Regions from separate parts of the Pan troglodytes genome. Here region 1 is linked to region 2. Evidence: chromatin contacts called from public Hi-C data. All regions are on one chromosome and are shown on one strand. Each heading gives the region's core, a stretch centred on a gene start, on an enhancer-like site or on the middle of the called end of the contact. The rest is flanking DNA. Distances are from core to core; before and after follow the strand shown. Region 1 holds the start of IVNS1ABP (influenza virus NS1A binding protein). Region 2 has its middle 120 kb from the start of HMCN1.

What was found. Hi-C and Micro-C count contacts between places; a contact is called where the count stands out from the background.
Region 1: a Hi-C map of induced pluripotent stem cells shows a contact between it and region 2, with 1.9 times the contacts expected there. The contact joins the promoter of IVNS1ABP here to the enhancer-like site in region 2. A contact is called at or near these places in 1 of 7 Hi-C or Micro-C datasets (induced pluripotent stem cells) and 1 of 1 datasets of contacts at active chromatin or transcription factors (stem cell-derived excitatory neurons).

The regions. Positions count from the first base shown.
Region 1 is chr1:63,779,545-63,783,202 of NHGRI_mPanTro3-v2.0_pri, reverse strand. It overlaps IVNS1ABP (influenza virus NS1A binding protein), which reads right to left and starts at 2,280. Exons shown (of 15, transcript XM_001164878.7): 1 at 1,733-2,280.
Region 2 is chr1:63,536,844-63,540,521 of NHGRI_mPanTro3-v2.0_pri, reverse strand. No RefSeq gene overlaps it. Among named protein-coding and RNA genes, the nearest start is that of HMCN1, 120 kb to the right of the region's middle. Within about 2 kb of position 1,416, at least 4 of the 24 cell types and tissues checked have an H3K27ac peak or open chromatin away from gene starts, as enhancers often do. A contact at or near this core is called in induced pluripotent stem cells, where this site is marked.

The DNA.
Region 1 (3,658 bases), core at 1,031-3,530, 240 kb before region 2:
CAATTAAGATACTTCCTTAACAGGAAAACATTTATATTTAAAAACGTATTTGCAAAACTACATTTAATTACCATCTAACAAATCCTTCATGCAAGAAAAAATCCCACCTTCCAAAAGCAAGTAGCCAAAAAGACACTAATTTAAAACTAAGACTAAAACCTGAAATGTTTTGTCTTGGGGGGAAAGTTAGAAAATCAACTACAAATTAAGACAATGGCTATAGAAATTAGTATCTATTAGTTAACCAGAGATATCATCTATTAGGAAAACACAGAGGAAAACCATTCCAGGGCTCTCTTTGGTCAGTGGCTCAAGTTCCGTTTACCTCTGGCTACCAAATTATAAGCTTGATAAGTAGCCTGCCAGCTGGCGTTAAATGATACTAGTCTCAATTCAATTCTAAAGTCCATGTTTACCTCACGTCCAGACTTAACAAATACAACTACTCTTTCAGTATCTTTAAGACAGAAGTGTCAGCAGGCTTTAGCCTAAAAGTAATCATCAGTATTTTGTTTTTCCTAAATTAATCACTGGTGCTAGAATTATTAAAAGAAAGCATGGCCTGTGGCAGTCTAGTCCATGCTGTACTTATTCATCTGTTAAGAGTGGTACTAGGCTTCCAGAGTTGTCATCTATTAGTAGACAGAAGACCACGACACACTCAACGAATAGCTTGATGCCAAGGTGTTCTAACGCTCCATCACTGCACGCTCCATCACAAAAATGCGCCCTTTTGGACATCTGATTTCTCCTTGAAATGTCAGCTGTCTCAAACCAATAGATATGTCCACTACGTATTGGGGGAAAAAGTAAATGTAGTTCTCAAGTAGTGGTTCAAGTTACCCTAGGTTCAACCCTCAGCCTGATACCTTCCTATCATCAAGAGCTTATAATCAGAGACACTTAACCAAAAGCGTGGAGGGAGGGAAAAAGAGCAAATCTTGCCACTGATTTCTTTCAGAAAAAAGAAAGAGCGTCCCAGGCCTTCCTCCTCGCGCAGCCAGGCCGGCGCCCACTCCGCAGGCTGCGAGGCGAGGCCCCCAGCACCCGCACACCCCCGCCCCGGATTGGCCAGCCCCGCAGTCACTCAGTACCGACACGTCAGGGCAGCCGCTCCCTCCCTCCTCCCGCCCCCTTCTCCCCGCGCTTGGCAAGAAAAGCGGGCAACGTGGAGCGGGAACAAAGGACCCCGCGGCCCACGGCGATCGGGGACTCCGTGCCACCCTACTCCAGGCCCGGGGCTGGCTGCCCGCCCACACGAGCCGAGTCGCGAGAGCTCTTCCAGAAGAGAATCCCAAACCCCAGGCAAACCCAAGGCGAGGCGTCCGTTCCTGACAGCAAGAACGGGGAGTCCCGCGCCCTCCTTCCGGCGGGTCATCCCCGCCCCGCGGCGCCCTAACCCAGGCCCCCCAAAACCCTTCGAACAAAAAACTCTTGTTCCTCCCAGCCTGCCTCACCCGCGCCAGTGTAGCAAAGGGGCTCCAGCCTCCGCGCTCTCCGAGGCGACCGGCGCCCGCTCTCGGCCGCCAACGCAACTTGGCAACCATGGCAGCGCTGGAGCGCGGGCTTCACGTCCCAGAGGGCGGCGGCGGCCGCTTGGGGCTGCCTCCCCTGATGAGGACACCGCCTCCGCGCCTCCCACCCTCTTCCCATCCGCGGCGCCATCCCTTCTTCTCGGATTCTAGCCGCGCCGTCTCCCTCATCTGTCGTTCGTAGAACCAGCGCATATTACCTGGTTCATCTCTGAAGAGATGGAAACATTCATCTCTAGAGCTTCGATGGGAAGCAGGAGGAAGCGGGCGGGAATCGGCCCAACGGAAAGCGCCAGAAGGCGGGGGAAGACGGGAGCGGTCAAGTAGAAGGACGAGGGGCCAGACCGTGGAGACTGAAAGGAAGGGGGAGCGCCACCGAGAACTCGCAGGAACTCGCTCGCTCGCCGACACAGCCGCGCCGAAGCAGCAGGCGGAGAAACTGCGCCTAGCAGCTCCGAGCGACCGACCTCCACGCGCGACCGGGAGACACTGCCTCCGCCGCCGCCGACCGCTCGCGCCGCACCCCCTCGCACGTCACCACGTGCGCTGCCGCCGCCGACGCCTCCCAGCCCGCTTCCGTCTCGAATCCATCTGCAAATCACAGGCGAGCCCCATAAAGATCCCACTCTAAGCCCCGCCCCGCCCGCGGCCCCGCCCACATCCCGCCCCGCCGTCCTCCCTGGTCTACTGGGGTTCCTTCCTTCTCGGTGTAACTAGGTCAGCGCAAGGTGATCCTGAGGAGATAGGCGGCGCTCGGGGGGCGCCCTCGTTCCTTATCGCGCCTTTGTCCCTCCCTCCGTTCCTTGCCCCGCACCCTCACTTTCGCCGCCCTGTGCGTTGCCTGTCCCGGAACTGGTTCCCTCAAGCCGCCCTCACCTGTTCTGACTTCCCCTCGAGGCACAATAGCCTGAGAGATCAGACGTGGGAGATTAGATTGCTCGGCGTCAGACCTACTTCTAGGCAACCCCCCCTAGACTGGAGCTGCTCGTCGTGGACATTAGGATCTAGTTGGGCATGAGCCCTTAACTTAAGGGTCAGGGGGGAAGTGGCGTGTGCGGAGAGGCGGCGTGGAGAGTGTGAGGAAGAAGAGAGGCACTCTGAGAAGAAGTCGAACAACTAACCCCTCATTTGGCCTGGTTTGGGTGAGAAGATTGAGTCACTTGGGGAAAAAAATATTGGAGAAGTCAGAGAAGGTGTAATACTATCAGTGGTGCCACAAACACCAGTTTACTTCCACTTTTCACCCCCCGGGTCTGTTTTGTCTGCGTGCAGCTCTCCTCGTATCGGAGACGCTGAGTCAGTTCTCTACTGGTCTTGCCCTCTTCTGGAAAAAGAAAACAGACCTGAGAAGTGGTAGTTCCTATCCTAACCTACTGGGGCCCTTTAGACCAGGTGCCAAACTTCATTATCCACCCCACCACCTTGCCCGGGAGGGAGATCTGTGAAAGCGAAACGTGATTTAAGCTGGGATCTGGCAGCAACTTCGTGGACTCTGAAGGGCACGTGGGAAAGGTGTTTTGATTGAAGGTGAGGGATTTAGTGAGGTAAAATTATATCCAAATTAGAGTTTGGTAAAGGCTTCCAGGTTAATGTCCTGTTAAGGCTTATCCTGATTTGTGGAGGACACTTAAGCTGTCTAGACCTAACCTTGTGTTTGATCACTCACCTTAATTTGTAGACATTCTAGGAGCTCTTTGTCAATGCCTCTTACCATTTTTATCATTAACTATTTATGCTTATAGAAGCAGGAAAAATAAATTGTGGGAGCCTTCATCTGCAATAGGTTTACAACTTTTTTTCTAAAATCTTGAGGCAAGGAGACTTATTCCCCCGCCCCTTTTTTTCTCACAGATTTCTTGTATGTCTCCCTCGCCCCGCCCGCACCCCGCACCCCCGCCCCCGGACAATTAATTGTAGGAGGAAACAAGAACTAAGATGTCTATTCGAGTGATTTTTTATATCTTTCTTAAGGAGAAAAAGACTGACATTTGACACTGTGCTCTTGTTTTGTCTTGCTGATAATAACTGACAGCAATGTTTACTTTTCTTACAAATGAAACTATCAGGGTACGTACTTTTAAGCTCTTTTAATACAATGGGTTTCATCCTTCCAGTGGGAGAGTATG
Region 2 (3,678 bases), core at 167-2,666:
TTCTACTCATACTTCACTAGCTGGAGCTCAGACAAATGACCACAGGAAGGCTGGTAAATATGGTTGAGCTGTGAACCCAGAGAGAAAAGGAGCTGATTTTTGTTAAGGACACAGCTATCTGTCTCTACTACAATTTTTAAAAATATCTTTTAACTTTTGGGGCACTACAGCTTACTACTATGTTGCCAATGTTAATAACTTGTTTCGGTGCAGATTTTGGAATTAAGCTTCTTGTTTTATTTAGTTAAAGAATATCCTAAGGTTGAAAGAAAGGCTATTACAAAAACATCTGTTACCATTTACAGTGATTTATCTGTGGCAATCACTGTCATCCTTGACAAAAGTCATTGCAAAGACAACACCAAAATAAATTATATTCTAAAACTGATGTATGTTTATAAGTCATCCATAAACTCAGATCTCATTCATCTAAAAACACTTCCGTGCTCTCAGTGACTGACTTTATAATATTTAACAGAAATGTGAACTTATAAAATAAACTTATATTAATAGAATATTTTTATCTGTTCTGGATATATTGAGGTTGCCTATAAGGTTTATCTTGAAAAGGGTTCCACTGCTTAACAAATTTAAAACAGTGATACTAAAGTCTCTTCTAGCTCTAACATTTATAATGCTTTCTATTTTTATATGCCATTGAAAGAAAGACTAACTCCTGATTGCATATAAATGGTGCAATGCAAGTTAAGTTATTTTCCTTAGTAGAAAAGTTAAGTTGCACTGGGAAAACTGTTGCATAATGTGCTTCCCCAACTTGTAACTTAAATCACTTAAATACATTATTTTAGAAATTCTCAGAGACTTGAAATCTTCTGAGGTGTCTACCAACTGATAATCCATGCAAATAATTTCCACAGCTTGTTTGATATTTGCAAGTGAAACACACTTTTGCTTGTTCGTAACTAAGCTCATCTCTCCTGCATTAACTATAATGTCAAGTTGGGGGGGGTCTCTTTAATTAAAGAGCCCCAGACCTTTCAAGGATCAGCATTGATTGTCTTCTGCTTCAGATCCCTTCTTGATTAGGTTTAAATGTCCTTTTTGGGAACTGTGGGCTCCTTTGTTGCTCCTTTAAAGGAGTAGCCCCCTGCCTACCTCACTCAGAGGCTGGTTTGGGCCTGAAATATATAACCAGACAATCGTGCTATGTATCTGATATTGCGGAGGCTAGAGGTGCTGTGGCTTTTGTTTTCAAGGTTGCAGATGGAGTTGAAAGTCATAATGCCTTTTCCCATGACTGCTGGCAGCAGCTGCAGGGTTACTAAGGGAATAGCCACAGACCACAGTGTGATGAGAGAAATAAACTCAGGTGACTCTGCCTGTCTGGCTTGTATAAAGCCTTACAGTCCTGCCTTCATTGGGGAGTCCTTGCATAGGGCCAGCCAGGCTCCTGGAACCATCACTGCCCTCTACTGGATCAGCATAGGAGTCCTTGAAGCCCAGTGGGTCCTTCTGATGAACTGGGTGTTAGCCTTTGAGCTCTGAGGAAGTGGCGACCACAGAATTTATCCTCAGTTCACCTCATGCACTTAGCCAGTGACAATGGTTTGCTTGGTTTGACATCTGCTTGTACTGAAACTAGTCATATCTGTGAGATCTGTCAGATGCGGGTTCTATTCAATTTGGTACACTTGTACAGAAAATACCATTTTGGGTTTGAAAGCAGATACATTTAGATCAGAGACATGAAAAGACAAAATGGCTTTAGAATGCTGAAAAAGGCCTTGGCAACTCTGAAATGGTGTTTTCATTTAAGGCTAATTTGTATGTCAAAGCAGATTCAGGAAAGTCCATTTGAGAAAATCCCCTTAGAAGTGACTATTATTTCTATTATGGTTCGTCTTTAATGTGCAGAACACTGTGGAGCTGGGACAGTGAGACTTGGCGGCCCATTTACTTTAGCCACCAAATGTGACTTTTTTTGTCCCCAGAATCACTTCTGTTACTTTTTCCAGAATTTCTCATCCCCTTCTACTTATTTTCAGTCTTTTTTTTGACCCACGCCTCTGTTTTATTTTTCATCCAACCCTCTGCAATGAATGACAAAAATGGAATACTGAAGGAGAAAATAACTTAAAGCTATGAAATACATGTTTGATCTACATGTTCCTTGGAGAAAGTGTGGAACATTCAGACAAGAATAAAGAGGAAGGTTAGATCACCCCGATTGCTCTCTGCACCCATCCTTCTCCACCTTGCTGAGTGCCTGGGGAAGCTGAGCTGCATCCAAAGGCCCCCTTGCCTTCGGACTTCTGCTGGAGTTTTGCCTGTGTGAGTGAAGTTGGGCCTGACTTCCTTCCTGTGGGGTTGCAGCTGGCTGTCTGTGTGCCTTGACTGAAGGGCACAGCTCTGTCCAGCAGCCCTCTCTCTAAAGGTTCAGGAAACCCTCCTTCCTCCAACCCCTTCTGGCCTAGGCTGCTAATGGGGCTGACCCTAGGAACCCGTACCATTCTTCACTCGTACCTCACATATAGTCCCTTAAGACACTCTCCTCAAATTACCCAGTATACGAGTTTTATCAGTTTTCTGCTGAAACCCAGGATGGTACAATCATAATCCCTACTTAGAGATAAATATGGGTAATCATGTTGGAGTATCTCCTTAGCTACCTTTATTTATTATCCTGTGGGATCAGATTAAATCATGAGTTACAGATGTAGCCTAATTCTGTGTGTACATCTTTATATCTTACCTTATATCTTACCCCTCCCACGTGTAATTACTTATGAGAGTGACCCCCTATTGTTAAAATCTTCCCTATCTCAAATAATGAACTTTATTGACTACATTTTGTTTCACTGTATGGATAGAACTGAATTTATTTTGGGACTCAAGAGCAACTCTGTGATCTACCTTCTGAATCCCCTCAAACTTAGTGGCTTATGTATTTATCTGCTGGTTCAACTTTGTAAGACAGAGGGTTTGACTGGCTCAGTGTGTCACACACCCCCTCTGGGGTACCCCTACTGGACAAAAGCTCAAGCTGGGTTACCTCGTGGACAATTGAGCCTCTTTATGTTCAACCTTCACTAACCTCCGTGGTTAAGTGACTTCTCCTAGTTCCCATCCTAGTAAATTGCAGAGCTGGAACTTGAACTCATGACTGCTGTCTCTAAACCCAGGGCTTATCTACTCCAAAATGTATTTGCCAACATGTAAAACTCAATCTCTACATCTAACCACAGAAACCGCAGTTGTAAGTCGCAGAAGAATGTCAATTTTTTAAAAACGTGTGTGGTTCCAAAGAAATGGGCTATCAAGCCACGAAAAGACCTGGAGAAAACGTCAGTGCATATCACCAAAAAGAACTCCACTTGCGAAGTCTACACTCTGTAGGTTTCCAACTATATGACATTCCAGAAATGGCCAAACTATGGAGACAGTAAAATGATCAGTGGTTGCCAGGGGGAGGAAGAAGAGATGAATAGGTGGAGCACAGAGGATTTTTAGGATGGTGAAACTACTCTGTATGATACTGTAATGGTGCATACATGTCATTATACATTAGCAAAAATTCACAGAATGTGCACCTCTAAGAGTGAACCCTAATATAAACTATAGTCTTTTGGTGATAATGATGTGTCAATGTAGGTTCATAATTGTCACAACTGTACCACTCTGGTGGGGGATATTGACAATGGGGAGGCTGTGCATATG